Regions from separate parts of the Mus musculus genome. Here region 2 is linked to region 1. The links are chromatin contacts, called in public HiChIP or PLAC-seq maps. All regions are on one chromosome and are shown on one strand. The core of a region is the stretch at or near the end of the contact, and the rest is flanking DNA. Distances in the headings are between cores, read along the strand shown.

Evidence for each region. HiChIP or PLAC-seq counts read pairs in DNA pulled down with a chosen protein or histone mark.
Region 2: an H3K4me3 HiChIP or PLAC-seq map of the 230-238 cell line shows a contact between it and region 1, with 10 times the contacts expected there. The contact joins the promoter of Marchf7 here to the enhancer-like site in region 1. A contact is called at or near these places in 3 of 39 promoter capture datasets (the C10 cell line, embryonic stem cells and pre-B cells), 1 of 484 Hi-C or Micro-C datasets (olfactory sensory neurons), 10 of 115 datasets of contacts at active chromatin or transcription factors (the 230-238 cell line, the NIH/3T3 cell line, astrocytes and 5 more) and 3 of 9 other capture datasets (embryonic tail, embryonic trunk and liver).

Annotation. Positions count from the first base shown.
Region 1 is chr2:59,593,341-59,600,525 of GRCm38.p6, forward strand. LOC115489517 (a long non-coding RNA gene) reads left to right here and starts at 5,241. Exons shown (of 5, transcript XR_003954038.1): 1 at 5,241-5,334; 2 at 5,569-5,689; 3 at 7,164-7,185. RefSeq lists an enhancer at 4,596-7,185. Within about 2 kb of position 2,576, at least 10 of the 459 cell types and tissues checked have an H3K27ac peak or open chromatin away from gene starts, as enhancers often do.
Region 2 is chr2:60,207,186-60,214,370 of GRCm38.p6, forward strand. It overlaps Marchf7 (membrane associated ring-CH-type finger 7), which reads left to right and starts at 2,751. Exons shown (of 10, transcript NM_020575.2): 1 at 2,751-2,899. It also overlaps a transcript of Baz2b not described here.

The sequences.
Region 1 (7,185 bases), core at 1,326-3,825:
ACAGAGAGACAGAGAGAGAACAGGGAAAGAGGGATAGACAGAGTGGGGAATGAGGGAAAAAAACCCACTCATCATGGAGACTGCATATGTAGAGAATAGGCCAAAAATATGTGTCTGTTCCCAGCGATATAAAACATGATATATTGCCAGTCATCAATCACTATTATGTTTTTCTGGCTGGATATTACTCAGCCATCCCTGACTTAAAGAGGAGGAAACCACAGAAGGGCATTTCTCTCTGTTGCACAAACGTTTGCGTTTATGTTCACAAAGGACAAAGAACCCCTTTTGGCTTTTATGCCCCCCTTTAGAGAGTCAGTCATTCATCTGGTGGCTCTGCTCAGTGGCAACAGCACTAGTCACGATGCTAATTGAAATTGCTTTCTCCTGGCCTCCGTAGCTGTCCTCTGGGTTGTGCCCATTAGAACACTGTTGAGTATTTGTCTTCTCCTCACATCGCGTCCTCCATTTTAACCATTTGCTTTCTCTCCTTTGTACAGCTTGGGCAAATCAATCTAGGTAGGGTGTATAGTAAGGGTTTTCTAGAAAACTGCCATTGGCTTAACAACGTCCTCTACTCATAGTTACAGCTAATTCCTGTTGAGCTAATGGTTCCAGGGGCTGATGTCTGCATCCTGTAGCAATCATTCCCGTCACTTCTCCCTGCCCCCACTTACCAAACATTCTTCAGCTTTCACCAAAGCTGAAAGCCCCAGACTTCTCTGGGTGTTGTATGCACTGTTAGATGGGTTTTATGCACCAGGCAGATTTCATTTGAAGTAAATATTAATCTTGCCCGGTATATAAATGAAGCATCTGCAGTCTTCTGCATGTAGTGATGCCATCAGGGGAGGAGGGTGCATAAAGGGGAGGGGGAGAGGTCATTAAGAACAGAATGCTGGGCTAACACAAAGGAATCTAGACGGAGACCAGTTGTCTGAAAAGCCGAAGTAATTATTCTTCTGGAATTGCGTCATCAGCCCAAGCGCTGGAAGCCAGTCCAGTCATGGTCACTCCAGCTAACCACCCAAGTAGTGCCAATCCAGGCTTACTGGTGTTCAGACAGGAACCCGACACCCATTTCACACACTTACAACCTGTTAGTCAAACAGGTCTCCCATCATTCCCCACACCCCTTTGCTGACATTAAATGGCACTAGAAGTTTCCCAGAAGCCACTCCACTTTGACTGAACACCAGGCTTTCAGCTATTGGCTGTTTGTGGGCAACTGGGGTGAGATAGATTTGGGATAAGCTGGTTCAGAAAGTGCCATGCTTGTGTGGATTTATTTGTCCCTCTGATGTCTTCCTTGTTGTTTCTCCAGTTGGAATGCTCCAAATATGCACTTAAGTCTCCCATAGGAAAAGCTGCTAATGCAAATGGACATGTGTTTAGAATGGACTGTCACCTTAACCTTCCCAGAGATGAAGAAGCAGGAAACAATGGATCAACTGGAACTACTTCTTTGGTTTCTTCTTCTAAATACAAGAGGTTATTGAGTTCAGACTACCCCTTCCTTCTCCTGCCTCTGTGTTTTCAGATGACTTAAATTTTAGCTACAACAGGTAGAGTTGGATCCTCAGCTCTAGGACATTCCTCTAAAAACTGAGTTTTGACCTCTGTGCCCAAGTGATTATTGGTTATTTTAAGAGCATTATCAGAGTCTTTGACATTTTTTTTTTTTTTGGTTTTCAATATTCATCTTCAACAGTGACTTTTTCATCTTAAAAATGTCTACAATGATTCAAAACTATATAAATGGAAATGCCTGAATTCACTTTAAGTATTCTTTTTTGGTTCTAAAATATATTTTATCAGAGACTCTGGGGGTAATATGTGTCTCCATGCTTGAGGCTTTCAATACAATGCCAAGCACACACACACACACACACACACACACACACACATACACACACACACTATATTGGAAAGATTGAAAAGCTGTGGAAAAATAATAACTTATAACTCACACAAATATTGCTAAATTAGAGTTAATCAGATATGAGGTAGGGCACCACACTAACATACCAAATGCAGTGCTGTTGGCAGGTAGACGCTGCTGTGTGTATACCTGGCACCAATAACTCAGTAGAAGTCTGCACGGTCCCCTCTGCACGTAGCGTAACACTGTAAGAATCTTTAGGTATGATTTTCTTTCAAAGTAGCTTTTCTAATTTAGAAATCAGACTTCTAATTTGTCTTAGAATATACTTAGTGGATGCCAACTCTAGTTATAGCAACATTTCGAACGCTAGCTGAACACCCAACGTTAGTGAACACAACTGTTTGACTGTGTGTACTGCTTGTTGTAAGTCATGGTGGAAACCCCATTTTATAAGCTTAAGGGTTCATTCTTTTTCTTAGTCACGATTATATCTCTTGCAGAAGCAGGTCAATGGTTCTCAGCCATGCTCTCTGCCTGAGACCTCTAGAGAGACTTGGTCCCTGACGTGCTCCAGTGAACATTTCTCTTCAAAACACTGGTTCCCTTCAGAGTTTCGACACTCAGAGCAATGATTAAAAACACATACGGAACACTTTAAGTGAACTCCTTAAAACTGCAAACGCTGCTTAGGAATGGACGGTGAAAACCGGGTCACAGCCAAGAGAGCTCTTTCATGAAACTGGCCACCGTCCTGGGTAATGGGAGACTTTGGAAGTGATCACTCAAGGCTTTTGAGGAACAGAAATAGAACAATGTGGCCTCTCCATTTCAGGGCACTGTCTGAGTGACCCACTTGGCACCTCTAGCATGCCTTTCTCCAAATCCCTGTCTTAGTTTGTTTTTTGTTTTGTTTTGTTTTGTTTTGTTTTTGCTTTTGTGATTAGCTTTAGATCCTTGGCCAGGTCGGTTTAATCTATCTATCTATCTATCTATCTATCTATCTATCTATCTATCTATCTATCTATCTATCTTTCTGTCATCTTATTTGTTTGTTTATTCTTAATTTGATACAGGGTCTCCCATATCCCAGGTTAGCCTGGGACTCACTATGTAGCTTGTGGCTTGCCTTGAACCCGTGATTCATCTGCCTGTATCTCCCAAGTGCAGGAATTGCAAGCATGCACCACCACTCCCAACATGGATTTCTTATTTAATAAGCCCACTTTCTCCACTTGTCATTCCTTTACTCTACCCTACTCCCAAGGTTGTGGGCAATTGAACAAATTACACTAGGAGACCAGGGGAATCATGGGAAATCCTAAGTAGTTAGGAAATCCAAAGAAAGTGAAACCAATTTTCATATTAGAGAGGAGTCCTTTCAAATTGTGTGGCCCGCTCATCTGGGAACAGAAGCTAAATAGTGCTGGAATCTGTTTAGAGAATGAGGGAATACAGATGCTAGGACATACCTCGGCACAGGATAGTCCTTAGGGTCACTCGCTCACTCCCTCTGGCGCCCCCTTTCCGCCAATAAGAGGATTTCACTTCATGGCCCAGTTTTGCTTGCTGGCACCATGGAGCTGGGTCCTGCTAATCCGAAGATAACAAAAGCAATATATACTTACGCTGCCAGAGCCCTTAAGACACCAACCATTTCTCCTTAGCCCTGTAACAGGCAAGATGGAGATGGCCTCCACAGCTCGGGTTCCTAGTTCTGCACAAGGCACCAGGGGAATGAGCAAGAAACAATTTCATCTCCAGCCACAGAGACTTGGGCGCTTTTCTTTCAGAGTAATTACGGTGCCTTGTTTTTGTTTGTTTGTTTGTTTGTTTTTTCTTGCTGAAGATCCCGGTGTAAAAGCCAGCGAGAGAAGCAGTTAGCAGCTGCAGGGGTGTCTGGTAGGGCCTCTGCCTTCCCTCCGCTAAGACAAAGAAGCCGTATTTCCAACTGAAGCTTGACTACACTTCTCTGGTAAGGGAGCTAGACGCTTTCCCTCCAGCCACCTTTCAGAAAGTTGAGATAGGAGAGTAAATGGCTTCCTGTATCTTAGACTAATCCTCAGGAAAGCAGTGAGAAACCACCTAGGGGTTTTGTTTTGTTTTGTTTGTTTGTTTGTTTGTTTGTTTTGGACTTTGGTTTTACTCTTGGGAGAGATGAGGACATGTCTTCCCCACTCTCATTTCTTGTCTTACTTTTTAATTTATTAAAATACTGCTGGGGCCTGGAGAGATAGCTCAGAGGTTAAGAGCACTGACTGCTCTTTCAGAGGTCCTGAGTTCAATCTCCAGCAATCACATGGATGCTGGATGCATGATGGCTCACAACCATCTATAATGGGGTCTAAGGCCCTCTTCAGGGTGTCTGTAGACAGAAACAGTGTAGTCACAGATATAAAATAAATAAATATAAAAAAAAATATTTTGCTGGGCGTGGTGGCTCACGCCTTTAATCCTAGCACTTGGGAGGCAGAGGCAGGCGGATTTCTGAGTTCGAGGCCAGCCTGGTCTACAGAGTGAGTTCCAGGACAGCCAGGGCTACACAGAGAAACCCTGTCTCAAAAAACCAAAAAAAAAAAAAAAAATTCTTTTAAAAAAAGATTTATGTATTTATTTTATGTATATGGCTACACTGTAGCTGTACAGATGGTTGTGAGCCTTCATATGGTTGGTTGTTGGGAATTGACTTTTTTAGGACCTCTGCTCATTCTGGTTAACCCTGCTTGCTCCAGTCGGTCCCACTTGCTCAGTCCCTGCTCCATCTCTTCAGAGGCATCATTATGTATAGTTGGGAGCCACCATGTGGTTGCTGGGATTTGAACTCAGGACCTTTGGAAGAGCAGTCATTGCTCTTACCCGCTGAGCTATCTCACCAGTCTGAATACCAGAGACACTAACTCAATATGTTTGTAGATTAAAAAAAATAAAGTATCTCTTGGAAATGATCATTGCATTTTTGTAAATAAAGTATAACTTGCAAAATAAAGATCGAATTAGCTAAAATATTTAAATGCCTTATTTCCTTCGCCCTGTATACTGAATTCCATTTCTTCTTCCTTGTAGGGCAGAAAGGTAGAAGTGGGGTTTTGAGACAGAGTCTCATGTAGCCCAGGCTGGCCTTGAATTCACTTTGTAGCTGAGGCTAGCCTTGAACTCTTCGTCCTACTTTCATCTCAAGGGGTGGGTGTATAGGCGTGTTCCACCACCACTCATGGCTCGTGCCTCGATCCTTTTCAATTAATGTTTACAGCCGATGTCTAAGAATAATGAAAATGTTTGCCAGTCCCAGTTAATAATTGACAAGTTTCCTGCAGACTTTGCTATAACTAAATTTCAAAACAGTAACTAGGAACCTCTTTGCGCACTGTTAAGACAGTTGATGCCATTACCTCATGAGATCATGATGTTATTAAAGGGACTTTTTAGAAAAAATAAAAGGCAATCTTTTCCAGGTATGTTTCCTGCAGGGATGTGGTGAGCATTCAGCTCAGGACTGCGTTGGACTGCAGATGACAGAAGCTGGGGATAAAAGCATAGCCGGGTGGGGTCCCTTTTCCTTAGGTAAGAAGTCTGGGATCCTGGTGTGGTACAGCGCGCATGTCATCCCAGGACCTGGGAAGGGGTGGCAGGATACAGAGTTCTAGGCCAGCTTGGACTAGCTATTGACTCAGTCTTAAAAATAACAGATGTCTGGAGGTGGGCAGTTCACTGTGAAGGAGAACAAGGGGCCTTTCTGTGTTCCTTTTCTGTCAGAGTCTACTGCTTTCCTGGAAACCTCTCACTGTGGAGCCACTGGACGCTATGCCTGTAAGGAAGCCGGGGGTAGGAGGTGGGGGGAGGGGGGTCCTTTGTTTGTTTGTTTGTTTGTTTGAGATAAGGTTTTATTTTTTAGACCCTGTGACCTAGAACTCAATCGCAGGGCTCCTCCAGCCTCAGCTTCTTTTGTGCTGGGATCAAAGGCATGCTTTTTGCTTTCGTTTTGCATAAGGGGGCAGTGCTTTTGACCTGGGCACACAACCCCTGCAAACAAAAGAAACATGCTATTTCTGTTCCAGACAAGGACAGGTAGAGCAGGTAAACAGCTAGAACTATCTTCCAAGGGACTGTAAGAGCCTTTTTGCAATAAAACTGGGAACAATTTACTGCTATCTTCCTATTGTATACCATCAAAAACTGAGGTGCCAGGCTGGACATGGTGGTATTCACCTTTAATCTCAGCTCTTGGGAAGCCCAGTCAGGTAGGTCTCTGTGAGTTCAAGGCCAGCCTGGTCTATAAATTGAATTCCAGGACAGCTAGGGCTACACAGTGAAACCTTGTCTTGGGGGAGTGGGGAACTAAAACAATCAAAAACAAAACAAAAAACACTGAGGTGGCTAGGGCAGGGCCATACAGTGCTAGGTGGGCTGAAATTGTAATTGCAAAGTTGGACCCACCTTTGGACAATGGCAATCACAAAAGAGAAAGACAGAAAGTGGGTCAAGTTTGCAGACTGCTCCTTTAAACCCCTGGCTGTCTAATCCACACCAGCCCAGGGCATGACCAAGGTCTCTTGGGCAATCTGCCAGCCAGCCCCCCCCCCCCCCCCCCCGTGGGAGGCAGTTATTCCGTCATTTCTTCCCTACCGTAACCACATACTCTACTCGTTCCTAGGCAGCTGTGACATCTGGATTAGCTTGCCAGAGAGAGTTCATGAGTCCAGGAAGCTGGGCACATCAAAGATCTGGGAAGCACTTAGTGGGGGAGGGGTGGGCAGAAGGTATGTCCCTCCTGGTCTCTGCGGTGTGTTTCAGATAGGGTAGGAGGCACTATAGCTCATGAAGAGAACCTACTGATGCCGAAGCAATAAGTAAATATGTACAAAGATCCAACCATCACAATGCACGGGGGTCTGCAGTCAGCCTGTTATCTTCATTCATTGTTTTAGCTGACTTTAACAGCTCCTAGGCCTGCAGTAAAATCCGTGAAGTACAGCAACAAGAAGAAAGGCTTGGCTCTGGGCAGGAGAGCAGAGGCACTGGGAGCCAGCCATGGTTCTCAGGTTGTAAAATAAAATCTCCAGACCAATTGGACACTGGCCTGAGGCCATGGCCGTGATTAATGCCAAGAGTTGTAAAAAGTGCTATGTGGGAAACGGTCAGCCAGGCTGTACGGTGCGCGTCTGTGAATGGCTTTTGTTTTTCTTCTCTCTTCAAAGCAGTGTAATATGAAACACATCATTTCCAGTCGCTTTGGCATCTAAAGTAAAATTAAAAACTCATTTACTTTTCTCTTTTAATTAAGAACTTAGGCAACTTCGAAGGAG
Region 2 (7,185 bases), core at 1,501-4,000, 610 kb after region 1:
TAGTAAAGAATGCATAGAGGAGCTCCTAAGGAGGTTATATGGTATAAAGGTGGAAAGAGCAAACAGGTAATTTGAAATCTGAACGAGAACTCTAAGTACTCAGGCAGATTAAACAACAATAACAACAGTGCTTAAACCCAAGAATCAGGGCAGGATGAACCCGGCCAGATGACAGACAAGTTCATAAGGCAGAGGGATGAAGAGAATAAAGGCCACTAAGACAGTGTCTTAGGGAAGGAAGTAAAGAAGTGGAAATTAATGAAACGGTGTTGGCAAGAGGTCAACAGAGACCCTTGAAGTCAGAAAGGAACCACAGCTGTACGGACAGATCATCAAAGGGCTAAGAGAGAGTGCTGCAAACCAAAGGGACGGTGTCTAGTTTGTTTAGAGGAATTCTGATTTCAGATGCTTGCTATCAAATCCTTTGCTCCGATTATTGTTTTGGAAACAATAGTCACTATCTTACCTAGATTATATCCATAATTCCTAGTAAAGCATAAAATGTCTTTAGCACAACAAAATTTCAATAATTATTTATTGACAATGATAAATTACTTAAAAATTCACAGCAGAGAGTAAATCAATCTCAATCTCTGCCCCCACCCTCTCTCTCTCTCTCACACACACACTCCCCTAACTGTTCTCAAAGGATAAGCACATGTCCGTGTTTTATAGCTATTACCTAGCATTAACTAAGAATTAGAATCCAGAGCCCGTGAGGTGGCTCAACACCTAAAGGAGCCTGCTGCAAAGCCTGCTGGCCCGAGTCTGAGTCCCAGGAATCCATGGCAGGAGAGAACCCATTCCCACAAGCTGCCCCCGACCTTCACACAGGCTCTAGTGGCCAGCACCCCTCCACGTATACACACACGTACACACACACACACACACACACACACACACACACACAGAGGAAGCTGGCACCACACTCACCTCTCACAGAATCCTCAGCACTGAGAGGAGACGAAACCATAACCGGCCAACACCTGCACTGTCCTTGTCAGGGGTTCTGTAGAGAAGTTCCCACTAACTACGTTTGTCTACTATAGCTCAGGAAAATGGTGCAGTCGATCCTCTTAACACAAAATAAACTGGGAAAGATGTTCAAGGGGTCTCCACAAGGTTCAGTTCCAGAAAGGCCGAATGGTGGCTTAGACACATAACGTAACTGTTAACAATTATGGAACGCTTGCTATGTTCTAAGAACTGACAGATCCCCTCATTTAATCCCTTCAACACCACCATGAAGTTTGGGGAGCATGGCGGATTAGGGTTCCCTAACCCACAGGAAGAAGCCTGGGTTAAGGAATTCTTGGCAACATTAAAGAACTGCTGAAGACAAAGGTAATCAGACAAAGTGCTGAGATATGAACCCATGAATTCTGATTCTTAAGGGTGTTACACGGCCAAACAGAATGGAACAATTATTTCTCTTAAAAGGACAAATTACATCTCCTCAAAAGTAATCTGTACTTAATTTTATCCTTTACCAGACACTTTGTCTACTACATGCCCTAAAAGGATGACACCTGGGTGTCAACTTTAACAAAATTAAAAAAAAAAACAACCCAAAACCCTTAAGTTTGTACGAAATTTATTAGTGATGAGTGAAGAAAAATGAGAGATGATTACTGACTGTATATATGTATATATACATATGTGTATATATATATATATATATATATATATATATATATATATGTAGCATTTCACTTAGTCACTTAGTGGAATTATGTAGATCCAAGTTATTCTTTGAAACAAACACCCTTAAATCAAATAGGTCACTTAAAAACCCAAGTGCCCTCCCTGTGCTTCCAAGTTTTAGTAAGAACTTACCGTTAAACAACTTGCGTTTGGTCCATCATTGAAACGCCACATAATTTGTGGCTTTTCCCATACTCTCTTGCATTTCTTAGTCCTCATTTACATCTTAGTTTAACCACATTCACCGTGGTTTCTGAAAGTTTCTTCTCGTATTCCTCAGACTACGTCACAGATTCCCTCGCTCTTTCTAAATAAGTGAATGTCTGCTGCAAAACCTGTAGCTGCGCTCTCAGAGCTTAAAAAGCCCGATTTTTTTTTTTTTTTTTTAAGATTCCGAAGTGATCGTCCAAATACCCCGTCGCTACAACTTATTTACTCCAGGGAAACTGCCAGCAGCAGGGTGTAGGAATCAATCGGAAGGCTGTAGTAGGTGGAGGGAGAGCTGTCAAATCCTACAAGGTTGGGCAGGGAGGACGCGCCGGGGAGGCTCGAGGGGAGGTGGGGGAAAGGCAGCGTCGGACTCCATTCCGTAAACAGTCCCTGCGCCACTTGCCGAGCGCAGAGAAAACAAAATCCACCCCCGCAACCAGCCGGGCGGGACCCGGAGCGGCGGGCCTGGTAGGGGCCCGCGGCGGGCGCGGGAGCCAGGCGGGCGCCGAAGCCCCTCGCACTGCGGGCGGCGACCGGCCCGCCCGGCCTCCCGCGCCGCGCCGCTCCGGGCGCCCGCACGCCCGCACGTCGCCGACCGTCTGCGGCCGCTTACCGTGGCGCCTCGCAGCTTCCCCCGAGGCGGCCCTCAACGGCTGCCGCAGTCAGAGCACCACCCCGCGGCGGGGCACGTCTAGCCCGCCCGCAGCTCCCGGCTCCCCCGCAGCGCCGCCAGCGCCGCCGCCGCCGCGGCTCTCGCGAGAAGCGGGCGAGCGAGCGCGCAGGGGGCGGGGGAGGAGGAAGGGCGGGGCTGCCAACGGCGGCGGCCACTTCTGCGGCGCATCCGGAGGGGCGGCCGCCATTGTGCTTCGTCGCCGACTTCTCTGCCGGTAGCCCGAGAGCCGAGCCGAGCCCAGCGAGGAAGGCGGCGGCGGTGTGGCTGCGGCGAGCGCGACACTCCCTGCAGCGGAGTGCTCGGTGGAAGAGGGTAAAGAGCGGCGGCGGCGGCGTGGGGGGGAGGGGAGCGCTGGAGTGCGAGCCACCCCCACCCCCACCCGGGACCCCGGGGGCAGGGCGGGCGGGCGGGCGGGCAGATGGTGCGCGTCCCTCGGGGACCCGCGACGACCTGCGGCGCCGGGCGGCCGTAGTGCGGGGTCGGCTCACCCGGGATTTCGGTCGGTTTCCCCCAGTCCCCTCGGAGTAGGTGGAGGGAGGTAGGCCTCTCGGTGGCCCCGCACCGGGAGTGGCGTGACACGGGCATGTGAGGCAGGAAGGCTGGCTCTCCTGACCCGGGGCGAGACACGGGTGTAAGGGGCCGACTCTAGACACGCAAGGTGTGAGTAGTAAAATGCACCCTCACCTTGGAGAAACTGCGTAGTGAAGAGCGCGCACGCACACACACACACACACACCCCGAAACCACTACAGTGAACACCCTCCTTCTCCACCCCCCTACAAAAGTACGTGTTGGTATATGGGGGTGGAAATCCGTGTGGGTCATAAACATGACGTCACGATCAGTGTGAAAACAGTTTAAAGAGCGGGTCCGGGTCACACGCCATTCTGTAGTTTGTGTGTGTGTGTTTTTATTGTCTTCAGTGTCCTTATTTTTTAAGTCCCACCCCCCCTCCCCCGTTTGTATCCAGAACGTAGGGGTGAGTACCGAGATACCGTCCTGATTGACAAACAATAGTACTCTCACTAAAAAAGGTAGATCCTATGTAGTCTCACAAGATAACCCGAAATGGGGTCAGTATTTCCTTTTGAGGAGCTTTTGTGTGTGTGTGTGAGTGAGAGAAGCAGCAGTTGTGCTGAGGCAGTCGCAATGGAACCAGAAACTCTGGCATCGCCATGACCATAGTTATTTTACCTCTTAAGATCTCCTAGTTGAGATGAGTCCCCTCCACCCCCGACTCCTGGGATGCCTTTTTTAAGGAGATAGTGTGTGAAGCAGTCAGCAGAGCAGGCACACTACAGGGCATAATACTTGTACTGTGGATTTTTAATGACTTCAAACAGAAGGAATTTACCACCAAGTTTTATCATCAAGCATTCTGGTCAGAACGAAACTTGGACTTTGTGAGTTGTGTCCCTATAGCTTCATGTTTTTATGGGTTGATTAGAGGGCTCTTACCTTGTGTTTCCCGCTGGCACTGAACTCATGATGTTATCCAGACCCACCTCTAAGGTAAGATACTCTTGCTTAAGCCTTCTGAGCTCCGGGATTGCTGTGCCACCAGATCAACACCACCACACACTTCTAGTTTTGCCCTAGATGTTTGGTACACCATCCACCTCCCTCCTTCACGCCCTCCTCTTTCTCTCATACCCGAAGATTTTTTTTTCATTATTTGACAGTTTCATATATGTATATAATGCAATTCAGTACCCCCCATTACCTTATTTTCAGTTACATGATGGGTCAGATTGTCTTACACAGTGTAGGGTCTCGGGCATGCTAAGCATTTGCTCTCTGAGCTATATTCAAGACCCCTCAACCCAGGTCAGGTGTCTTGAATAAGGAAGGTTGTTTTCTCATATAACTTCACAGATTTTTCTGTGTTCTACATGAAGGTTTTGGATAATCAACTTGAATGTGAGCCATCTGTAGCCTTTATGCAGTCAAATGTTATTCCATATCCATCTCTCACACACCTGTCATCTGTTATATCCACGTTTTAATATATTTTAGGAAAGTAATGGTCGAGTGGAAAATTTATCAAGTAGTGTAAGCATTGTTTGGTTACCAGGTTAGAACTTCCCTTTGCAGGAATGAGCTTGACGCAACATCTTCCAACAACTCACAGTTTAGTCATCAGACCAACGCGTAAACATGCACCTTACTGCCTTCCTTACTGTAAATACTGTACGGACAGACTGTGGGGTGGAAAGAGGGCACACGCTTGGACAACTGTAGAGTGCTTGAGCTAAACTGAGGCTTGGCTAGGACCTGCTGTGATGATGTGCTGTTTTGGGAGGTGACAGGGCTTTCCGCAGTGGAAAGGTAATGAAGGAAAGTTAGAGCTTAGCAGTGAAGACTTGGATTAATAAATTAGAAAGTTTAGTGCCCTGTGCCATGGGGTGGAGAAAGAGCTGTTGTACCCAAGTAAAACTATCTTTATCTTTGTTGACACATTCTTCTGTGTGTCTGTAAAATACCTGGCAATACTTAGAGTGTATAAGCTTGTATCAAGCTATACCTTTAAGCAACAAATTAAGTCATGAGCTGGTAGACTGTAGATCAGCAATGGGCCAAATTAGATCACAACCTAAAAAGGAACAAGTTCCTACTAAAGTTCTTAGATCACGAAAGGAGAATTCTGTTTGCGTTAATCCATTTATCTATTTTTTTGTTTTGTTTTTACAAAAATTATTAGTAAAGTTGCTGAGATTGAATCCAAAAGAACTGAGTATAAATGGTAAAATTGCTTTATAATTTGACAGTAGACTGAGATTTGATGTTTGTGATTTTTAATTTTCTACACTAACATGAACTTAATGTGGCCAAAGCTGGTTTTACCTGTTCTCAAGTATATTTCCTCTGACTACTGGTTAGACTAGATAAGTTTGAATGGCAGGTTTTAAAATCACCTCCTCCCCTGTGCCCATTTTTGCCAGCAGCTGTAGAGAGGCTCAGCTTGTAAAAGCTAGTAATCATGTATTTCTGAGTTGGCATGAAGAACTCAATTGGTTTGCAGTTGCTGAATGAAGATTGAATTGTGTCACCCAAATAGCAAATTGATTTCAAAAGGTTATCTTTGAGTGCTGTAGAACTGATAGACAAACAAGGCTGGACGTGGTGGCACACGCCTTTAGTCCCCGCACTTGGGAGGCAGTGGCAGGCGGATTTCTGAGTTCGAGGCCAGCCTGGTCTACAAAGTGAGCTCCAGGACAGCCAGGGCTATACAGAGAAACCCTGTCTCGAAAAACCAAAAAAAAAAAAAAAAAAAAGAACTGATAGACAAGATCATTTATATTTTCCAATGATGATGCTAAGTTTTCATATTCCAAAAATAGTTTTAAAATACCTTAAAATATTAGGAATACTGTAAGTATGTGATAGCTAAGTATTCAGAGAGATTTTTCTAAAAGACCCCAGAAGTTTGTGTCTTGAATTTCTTCCCTCATTTGGCCACATTTAGCTTTCCTGCCTCATAGTGGTGTTGGTTGACATTTGGATCTTGATATTCCATGTGATCTTTTATGGTATGATATTTCAGAGTACCATTTGAAGAATGAAAATGGAAGCTATAAGACCTCTTAGGACATTTTCAAATCGTACAGTATCATTTACAGTGCACATTTACACTTAAGGGGGAGAAAAGAAAAGGGAAAGTTGGCTGTGTTCTATCTAGACCGTCATCATGGCATTGCAAAGGCACATTCAGACTAAGGTAAGGGAGAAAGCCATAGCTGTAGCTTCTGGTTTGCCACAGATTTAGGTCATTTTAAGAATGTACATTCTTTAAAATGCCACCATTGCAGTTGCTTTAAAGTAATTAATACAGGAATTGGTAAGTAGATACATGTGGTTGAGTAATGATAATTTGTTTACATTGTTGATTGGTATGTGGAAGTTAATTTTTCTTTCTTTTTTGTATGTATAAGAATTTAATAGGAAATTTAAGTCACACAGCTCAGGTGATCTAAACTCTATTTTGTGAATGTGACCTCATCTTAGTCTATAAGCACAGCATGTTTTGGTAGTTACTTTGTAGATGCCAAGGCTATCAACAGCTATTTATGTTTGTGTCTGTGGGTCCTCAAGCCCCTCTGTTTGTGTAAGGAAGCCAGAGGTCAGTGTCTGGTATCGTGAGTGTCTCCACCACCTTCCACCTTGGTTTTTGAGATAAAGTCTTTACAGTTTCTAAGTGAACCTGGAACTCACTGGTCATGAGATAGATTGGTGAGCTAGCCCTTGGCATCTTCTTGTCTTAGTTTCACAGCTCAGATGTGTGTTACCATAATTTGCTTTTTTTATGTGGGTGCTGCAGATCCAAACTCAGGTCTTCTTTCTTGAGCAGAAAATGTTTTACATGTTGGGCAATTTCCCCCTCATTTATTTTTTAACACAGGAGTCTCTAACCCAGGCTGGCCTTATGCATGTGAGAAATACCTTGACTTTTTAATACACATGCCTCTTCTAGGTGCTGAGAGTATAAGCTAGGATTTTCAGACACACATTTCATGTATTTCTGCACACTAGATAAGTATTCTGCCAACTGAGCTATAGCCCTACCCCTGGCCCCACCCCCTTTGTAAGATGTATTCATT